Regions from separate parts of the Zea mays genome. Here region 1 is linked to region 2. The links are chromatin contacts, called in public Hi-C maps. All regions are on one chromosome and are shown on one strand. Each heading gives the region's core, a stretch centred on a gene start, on an enhancer-like site or on the middle of the called end of the contact. The rest is flanking DNA. Distances are from core to core; before and after follow the strand shown.

What was found. A called contact is a pair of places that touch in the nucleus more often than the background predicts.
Region 1: a Hi-C map of ear shows a contact between it and region 2, with 4 times the contacts expected there. The contact joins the promoter of LOC100277511 here to the promoter of LOC100382733 in region 2. A contact is called at or near these places in 6 of 25 Hi-C or Micro-C datasets (bundle sheath, ear, endosperm and 3 more).

The regions. Positions count from the first base shown.
Region 1 is chr7:20,402,941-20,407,004 of Zm-B73-REFERENCE-NAM-5.0, reverse strand. It overlaps LOC100277511 (AT4g33690/T16L1_180-like protein), which reads right to left and starts at 1,684. Exons shown (of 4, transcript NM_001151046.2): 1 at 1,418-1,684.
Region 2 is chr7:20,131,151-20,135,031 of Zm-B73-REFERENCE-NAM-5.0, reverse strand. It overlaps LOC100382733 (alpha/beta-Hydrolases superfamily protein), which reads left to right and starts at 2,339. Exons shown (of 9, transcript NM_001175452.1): 1 at 2,339-2,690; 2 at 3,769-3,845. The coding sequence starts at 2,469.

The DNA of each region.
Region 1 (4,064 bases), core at 435-2,934, 270 kb before region 2:
ATAAAAAATTGTCATACTATAATGTAAAAGGCCAGTGATTTCATAGACCATGCAAAAGTATTGGATATCATTCACAGCCATTATCCAGGTGCGAAGGTGTACGATTCAAACAGTCTCATTCACCGTAGGGCTAGTTTGGGTACTCTAGTAATGAAAGGGATTAGAGTGGATTGAGATGTATTGTGCGAGTTTTTGATCTATAGGGGATTTATACACTTTTCAACCCCTCCAAACCACTTCAATACTAGAGTACCCAAACTAGACCGTAGTGACGTGACAAGGTTGATGCATAGATCTGAACCATGCACAGGCTGACAGGCACGGCAACACTGGTTGCGAAGGAACCATACACTATTGTTTGGAGTATGCTATTTTTGTTATCAGGTTGTGTACTAATGTGAACGGCACAAATATAGTTTCACAAATGATCTGAACATACATGGGAGCCAATACAACTCACAAATTATAACACAAACACTAAGAAAATAGATATTCCAGGAACAGTCCATTGAAGAGTAATTACAATAATGGAGTACAGGTGCCCCATATATATGCTTCCATCCCGATAAAACAACTTATCAAAGCATTATTAGCCAAAAAGATGTGTCTAAAACTGCTCATCAAGAATGAAAGTATCAAATGTGGCAAAAGGGCTTAATTTGAAAACCCCAGATTTTTTTGAAATAACTAATGGTGGTGATGCTATTGTGATGAAAGAAGACTAGAATCAAGCAACGAATTAATAAAGCAATTTGTCCAAAATAGGTTAATTTGCATGGATGAGTTAAAAAAACTCGACCTGCCGAGGGTAAGACAACGCACGAGCATTGTATTGAGAAGAAGGCCTTCTCACACGGGTCAAGAAAACCCCTATCTCACCCATACACAGCAACACTGTAGCCCATGTGAGAACGACCGCAACCAGGTCTTAGACCTGTGCTTTGGCATAGGACAGACGAGAGGATTTTTTTAACTACTCAGACCTAGCCAACTCAGCTAAAGGCCCTTTCGCTACATGGATGAGTTAATAAGCAATTTGTCACAAATAGGTCAACAGGCGTGGGCAAGTATATATATCCCACTGAACATAAATTAGAATTGTCCACACTCTGCAATAAAGCATAAACTGATCCTTCCAACCTTTTAACTGTGTACCAAGCTAGTAACGTCCACATATAGAGCAGGTCTATCATACACATAGATGAAGATGCTGCTGCACCGCAAGAACAATATATGACGAGCACAGCAAAGAACGTGTAGCCGTGGGGATCCAGTTGAACCTTAACTTCAATTGGCATACAAAATTAATTTCTTCGGAAATTTTACTAAGCTACTGGATTTGATTCTCACAGGTCGCAACATAGAAAAAATCAATCCATAGAAGCAACAAGACAAGTTAGGGTTCCTTGATCCTTACCAAGTGGAGAACAAATCGACCGTAGCCCGGACGGATGCCTCCCCGCGCCGACCCACTGGCACCGAGGAGGCGAGGAGGGCGAGACGAGGACGCCCGCGAGAGAGGAATCGCTTCGACGGTCGACGGTCAGGCGTCCTGTTCCGCTGCGGCGGAAGGAGGCGCGGATCACCTAGGGCTACGGAGGCCGCTCGATGAGGGGCGAGCGGGCTGGAAGGGGCAGATCGAGTCGAGAAGGAAGAGGAGCGCGTTCTCTCTTTCTCGCCGCCGCCGCGGCGCCGGCGAGGGGAGCGGATAGGGTAGGACGGTCGAAGAAAAGTAGAGAAATTTTGTTTCGCGGTACAGCTGGAGCGTTGCGGCTAAAATTGCCGTGTGACATCACTGTCACTGATGCTATCTCCAACGGCTTAGGTCCTAGAGATTCTATTAGGGCTTGTTTGGGATCAAAGGTAATGGAGTGAATTGAGGGGGCTAGAATCCCCTACTACTTAATTTTGAATAGTAAGGGATTATAGCTCCCTCAATCCCCTCCATTACCCTTTGTCCCAAACAAGCCCTTAGGTTTTTCAAGAAGAGACAACAAAAATGATGTAATATTGACCTTATGGATCATAAGGGATATTTAGGGGGTGTTTGAATATAATAGTTAGTAGTTAAAATTAGTTGAGACATCTAAACACCGTAGCTAATAGTTCAGCTATTAGCTATTTTTTTGTAAAATAGTCAATAGTTAGGTAGCTATTTGTTAGCTAACTAATTCTACTAACGATTTTTAGCCAACTAAAGGGGTGTTTGAATGCACTAAATCTAATAGTTAGTTAGCTAAAAATATACTAGTAGAATTAGCTAGCTAACAAATAATTAGCTAGCTAGTAGCTAATTTACTAAAAATATCTAATAATTGAACTATTAGTTGGATTGTTTTGGATGTCTTTGGCTAATTTTAACCACTAACTATTACTCTAATGCATTCAAACACTCTCTAACTATTAGTTATAGTGCATTCAAACACCCCTGGCTCCACAACTCCAAGCATCGCCCTGGCCCGCCAACTTCAGGGCCGGCACCTACCCCAAATACAACGACAGTACCGATCCGGCTCAGTACATCATGAGCTACCAGGTAGTCATCGCATCGTCCGGAGGGGACGACGCCACAATGGCCAAATCCTTCATCATCGCACTCGAAGGCCTGACCTTGACTTGGTACACCAGATTACAGCCACTGTCCATTGATTCCTGGAAAGGGCTTCGCGACAAGTTCCTGCTCAACTTCCAAGGGTACCAACCTGACACAGACGCCCTGGCCGAGTTATGTCCAGTAGAGTTTTATTCTTCCTCTCCACTACACCATTTTGTTGAGGTGTGTAGGGAGAAGAGAACTCATGCTTGATGCCCTCGTCCACAAGAAATATTTCTATTTGTGAGTTTGAAAGGAAAATGTGCCTTTGGGCCATTTCTATAATGTTTTGGTGATTAAGTGCCCAACACATATTCTTTAAGTCCTAATGTACCAAAGATTGAAAAAGTGCAAATCAAGACATGAGGTATGTTTCTAGACTTAGTACATTTGTTTTTGAATACTAATGAAGTTATCTAAGTGCTAGAAATAGTGAGAAAAGAAGAATAAAAGAAACCAAAATTACTTGGCTCGGTGCAGCCAAAATTCAGCTCAGTCTGGCACACAAGACTGTTCGGTGACGCACCTGACAGTGTCCGGTGCGCCAGGCTGATCTCCGGTGAAAATGTCGCTCTCGGGAGCTATGGTTTCGTCACCGGGATTGTGTGGCAGTGAATTCGTCACCGGGATTGAACACATGGGACTGGGAGGTGGCTTGCCGTTTGGTACAGCTTAGTATGCTGACATTTTCAATATTTTGTACTCGGAATTTCGTAACAGTTTATCCTTCTCAATGTATATTATTACTATTAATGCCTGTTTGGATCACATTAATTGAAACAAATATCTAGAAATTGTTTCTCATTTTAATATTAGGTTACTTTTCAACTCCTGAGAACCAATCGGGGCATTAATGTAATGAATGATGTGCTACAGGATCCTTCTCTTCTAGGCATTGTGTTTTCTCAATCTTGGGAGTGCATCAAGCCCTCTAGTCCGGTACATCAAGCCCTGTCTGTTTGTTTTAATTTTAATCCATATGGAATGGAGCGGATTGAGTTGGCTTAAATCTTTAGGTCTTCGATTAGGAAGGGCTTGAACTATTGGGGAGGCGATTAAATCCTTTGCTAATCAAAATTAAATAGAAAAGATTAATATCATCGGGTCCTTATTGTAACTAGACAAGTTCTTAGGCTATCCTAACAGCTTACTCATTTCTATATTTAAATTCCACACTACGAATGAACAAGTGGTCCCTTCTTGTTCAATCCTTGAGCTGGAGCTATGGTTTCTTTCACTTTTGCGCTTCTCGGGAAAAGATCAGCGGCGTATGGCTATAATTCACTGGACTGTCCGGTGGTGCACCGGACTGTCTGGTGAGCCAACGGTCGCCAGCGCAACGGTTGGTCGCGCAATCCGCGGATGACGCGTGGCTCGCACCAACAGTTGGTAGGGGCACCGGACTGTCCGGTGCGCCAACTGCCCCCGAGGACCAACGGTCGGATGCGCCTGAAAAGGAAGGAGATCGCGC
Region 2 (3,881 bases), core at 1,090-3,589:
GCAAGGAGGGCAGACGAGCAGCAAGATGGTGGAAAAGGCGGCTAGGGTTTTCACGGAGCGCGGAAAGATAAAGTTCAAAACGCGCCGCCCCCCGCCCCCTTTTATACATAGGGCGCGACGCTTCGGGAAACCCGCAGTCCAACAGTACAGTGTCAATCAACGATCATGTCAAAAACCCCCGCGGAACCACTTCGAGCAAGGGCAGCGTCTCCGCCATCTAGCGACGTCTTCGACACCAGATGACTTAGTCGAACTGGTCCCTCGGAGGGCAAATGTTGGGGCGAAGGCGAAGACGCCACCCTTCGCTCGATGCCTTCGCCGTAATCGTCGGACCAACGGAGACAAGACAACAGGCAGACTCACCCTTCATCCCACATGTCATCGGACGAAGACCTGTGACGAGGTCGTCCCACCATTGCGACCTCGTCCAACATGGAGGCCCACATGTGATCCGGCCCATTGTAACAGGCCCTGCGTGGCCGCTGCGCGTTACGGGCCTAATTTGTAAAGGCATCCCTGTAATTACGGTCTGTAACCCCGCTTTATGGGAATATTCCGGGGATAACCTAGATGTCTGAGGGCACATGCGTCCTTAACACAGGACGCTGGGCACTCAGATACCTATAAATACCCCCGCACAGTGCCCTTGAGAGGCTAGATTAACAGAGCTTTTGCCATCTCGTGCGAGAACCCTGTTTACGTCAACTCTCACCCTCGTTGGATCCCCTTGCACCTGGCAGCAAGTTCCAACACTCTACAACTTATTTTTTGTTTCTTCGTGTTTCTTGGTTTAGACTTCTTTTATCTTGTGTGTTAGACTTTTATATGTTTTTGATAAATCTTGAACGAGTATTCTAATTTCTTTCTTTGAGGTGTTGATCTCCTTGATCACCTCATTGCCTTCATCCAAGTCCGAGAGCAATCAATGAAAGATATTTGAAGAAATATTTTCTAAATGTTGGCAAGAGGACTATGTTACTTCCCAAACAATAGTGGATACATGCATGCATATATAACCAAATGTATGCATGTCCTTATATGTTAGATATATAGTGAGTTGGACACCATCACTATTTAGTGCTTTTATGTTTTAGGTTCGCGTGAGTATTAACCTAAAATAGGGGCATAATATGCAAAAGTATTGACCCTACTAAAGCCGGTCAGATCGACCCCTAAACCCGTCCAAGTCGAATGTTCTGAGTCGGCCAAGTCGGATTCCTATTGCCAAGCTAACTTAGCCGGTTTTCAAAACCAGTTTGGCTAACTTTTGCTGAATTCCGAACCGATTAGTTTCCAAAATTTTTTGATGTGAGAAACTTGCAAATCACATATTTGAATTGTTTTATACTAGAATAAGACCACCTTAACATATATAAGACAATCATGAACGATTGAGATATCTAACATCCAATCGATCAAAAACAAATTTAGTATCCTTTTCCTTTCTATCTTAGTGTTCATCATGACTTCATGCGTGATTTAACGGTGTTTTTGGTGACATTGTTGATTTTAGGACAACCTCCACACACGGCTATTCGTAGAGTCCTTCGACAGAAAATAGAATCAATATCGGTTTAATTGCTCTATATATCAATTTCATCGATTCATTGAAGTTGTCCGACTGCATCAACAACTCATGCTGCCTGGTTATATGGAAAGGACATAATGTAGCAACAATGTACATCTGCACTTGCAGCTCTTTGAAAACCAACAGCCGAACATTTATGTTTATTATTATGTTAATATGTTTGGTTCTCTTTACTAAAGTTTAGTCCGTATCACAATAGAGGTTTGAATACCAATTACGAGTATTAAGTATAGTCTAATTAGAAAACTAATTATATAGATGAATGCTAAACGACAAGATGAATTTATTAAGTCTAATCAATCCATCATTAGCAGATATTTACTATAGCATCACTTCGGCAAATTATGAACTAATTAGGCCAGATTCGTCTTACCGTTTAGTCCTTATCTCTTATCTGTGTAATTGATTTTTTAACTAGACTTTATTTAGTATTCATAATTGACATTGAAACATTCGATTTGTCACGGTCTAAACTTTAGTCAGACTAACTAAACAACCCCAAAGATCATACTGTACATTACAGCCGTGCTAGCTCTAGCTCATGTTATCGTGTGACCTGATTTCTTTTGGCTTCAGCCCAGCTTGAAAGAAACAAATATGTCCGGCAAACTTACCAACCGCACAGTACAGGGACAATCAGTGCCAATCATACAGTCGAGTTGACGTCACCCCTATATATTTTTTATCGAATTTATTTCAATATAGTAAAAAAATGAACCCGTTTCCATTCCCGCTGGTCTTGATTGACAACAGCTCGATCCAACCAGAACCAGCCCAGAAAATTCGCAGCCGCCAACCACCCGACCCCACATGGCCACATCCGCGATGCCCACGCCGTGAGCCCGTGAGGCGCGCCGCTGGAGCCGCCGCAGCCGTTACTATGACCTCGCCGGCCCCCACCTCCTGGTTCTCCGGCCTCTCGCGCTCCTCCTCCACCATGGCCGGCGGCGTCGCCTCGGCCTCGGCCTCCGCCTCCGCCTCCGGCCCCGCCTCCGCGTTCCTCCCCGACGCGCCCAAGTCCGTAATCGGCGCCGGCTCCGGAGGAGGCAAGCGGAATCATCTCTGCGGGGCGCTGTTCAAGTACGGCCCCAAATCTGCGCAGGTACGGGCCGGGCGTCTCCCACCTCCCCGCGTCGCGCCGCTTTTCCCCAGGAAAGTTCTGGAATCCGAGATGGCGAGATGGAACTAGTCACAGCATTTCGCGGTTGCGTTCGTCGAGTACTTTAGGAGCTGCTAGACGGTGGAATCCGTGGCTTGGATGTTCCGTAAGTTTCCAGAAGGTCGTCGCCGCGTGCTGCCACGGCCTCTGGAAGGAGGGGATCTTTTGCGACATTCCAGATGCGAGATCTCACTTTTTAGTTTCGGAGTTCTGCTTTTGTACCAAGTGGGGCTCCTACGTTTTCTCACGCATGCCTAAAGCGTGCCTTGTGCATGTTTAGATTCCTATAGGATATGGAAGATTCTATGATGCTCAAAAAACCTCTGAAAAAGGCGGTACATTTAGCGATCCGTTTTGGCAATTTGCTGTCTGGATCTAGGGTTTAATTCTCTTTGGGTAATGTTACACGGCTATGTCCCTTTTGCTGCTTGCCTCTTAGTTTCTGTGACATTTCCGGCTGAAGGCAGTGGTCGTCCTTATGCACCATGGTTATTCTTGTGGTTTGCTTGCTTCCTATCTTTAGCGCTCTTGCTTTTCACCATGGATTTTTTTAATCATGCCGAGTTTCTATTGTCTGGTAGAAGACTGTATTTTAGTTCTTTATTTATTGTTACAATCAGGTCTGTACTAAGGTGACTTCGTACATGCTTGTGGCAATTTTTACTACTTTTGGACTTGGGACACCTGTAATTGCATTTGCAGCTCCAATAAGATCAATTGTTTCTCAGCTTTTAGAACATAAGAATGACAATCATACCCACTAGTATTCTTGGGAATCTTATTCTGCAGGGAAATACCTTGTATTTCGTTTTTTTGGTCTGGATAGATTTGCAACCCTTGAAAGTTATGGTACAGATGCCTCTATGTTCAGTTCTTTTGAGTGCTGTGTGGTTTCTTCAATATCTTCTTTTTTTTTAAAAAAAAATCTGGAGTAAACCTAAGCTAACTCTTTTTGGATATATTTTGCTAGTGCTGCATTAATCAATGGCTTTGTGCTATAACTTCACTTTTCTTCTTTCAGGTAGCATTCAGGACTGGGGATTTTAACCATCAGGTGATCTTCATTGGTGGCCTCACAGATGGGCTTTTAGCTACTGAGTAAGTCGAAATAGTATTTTCTGCCCCCCCCCCCCC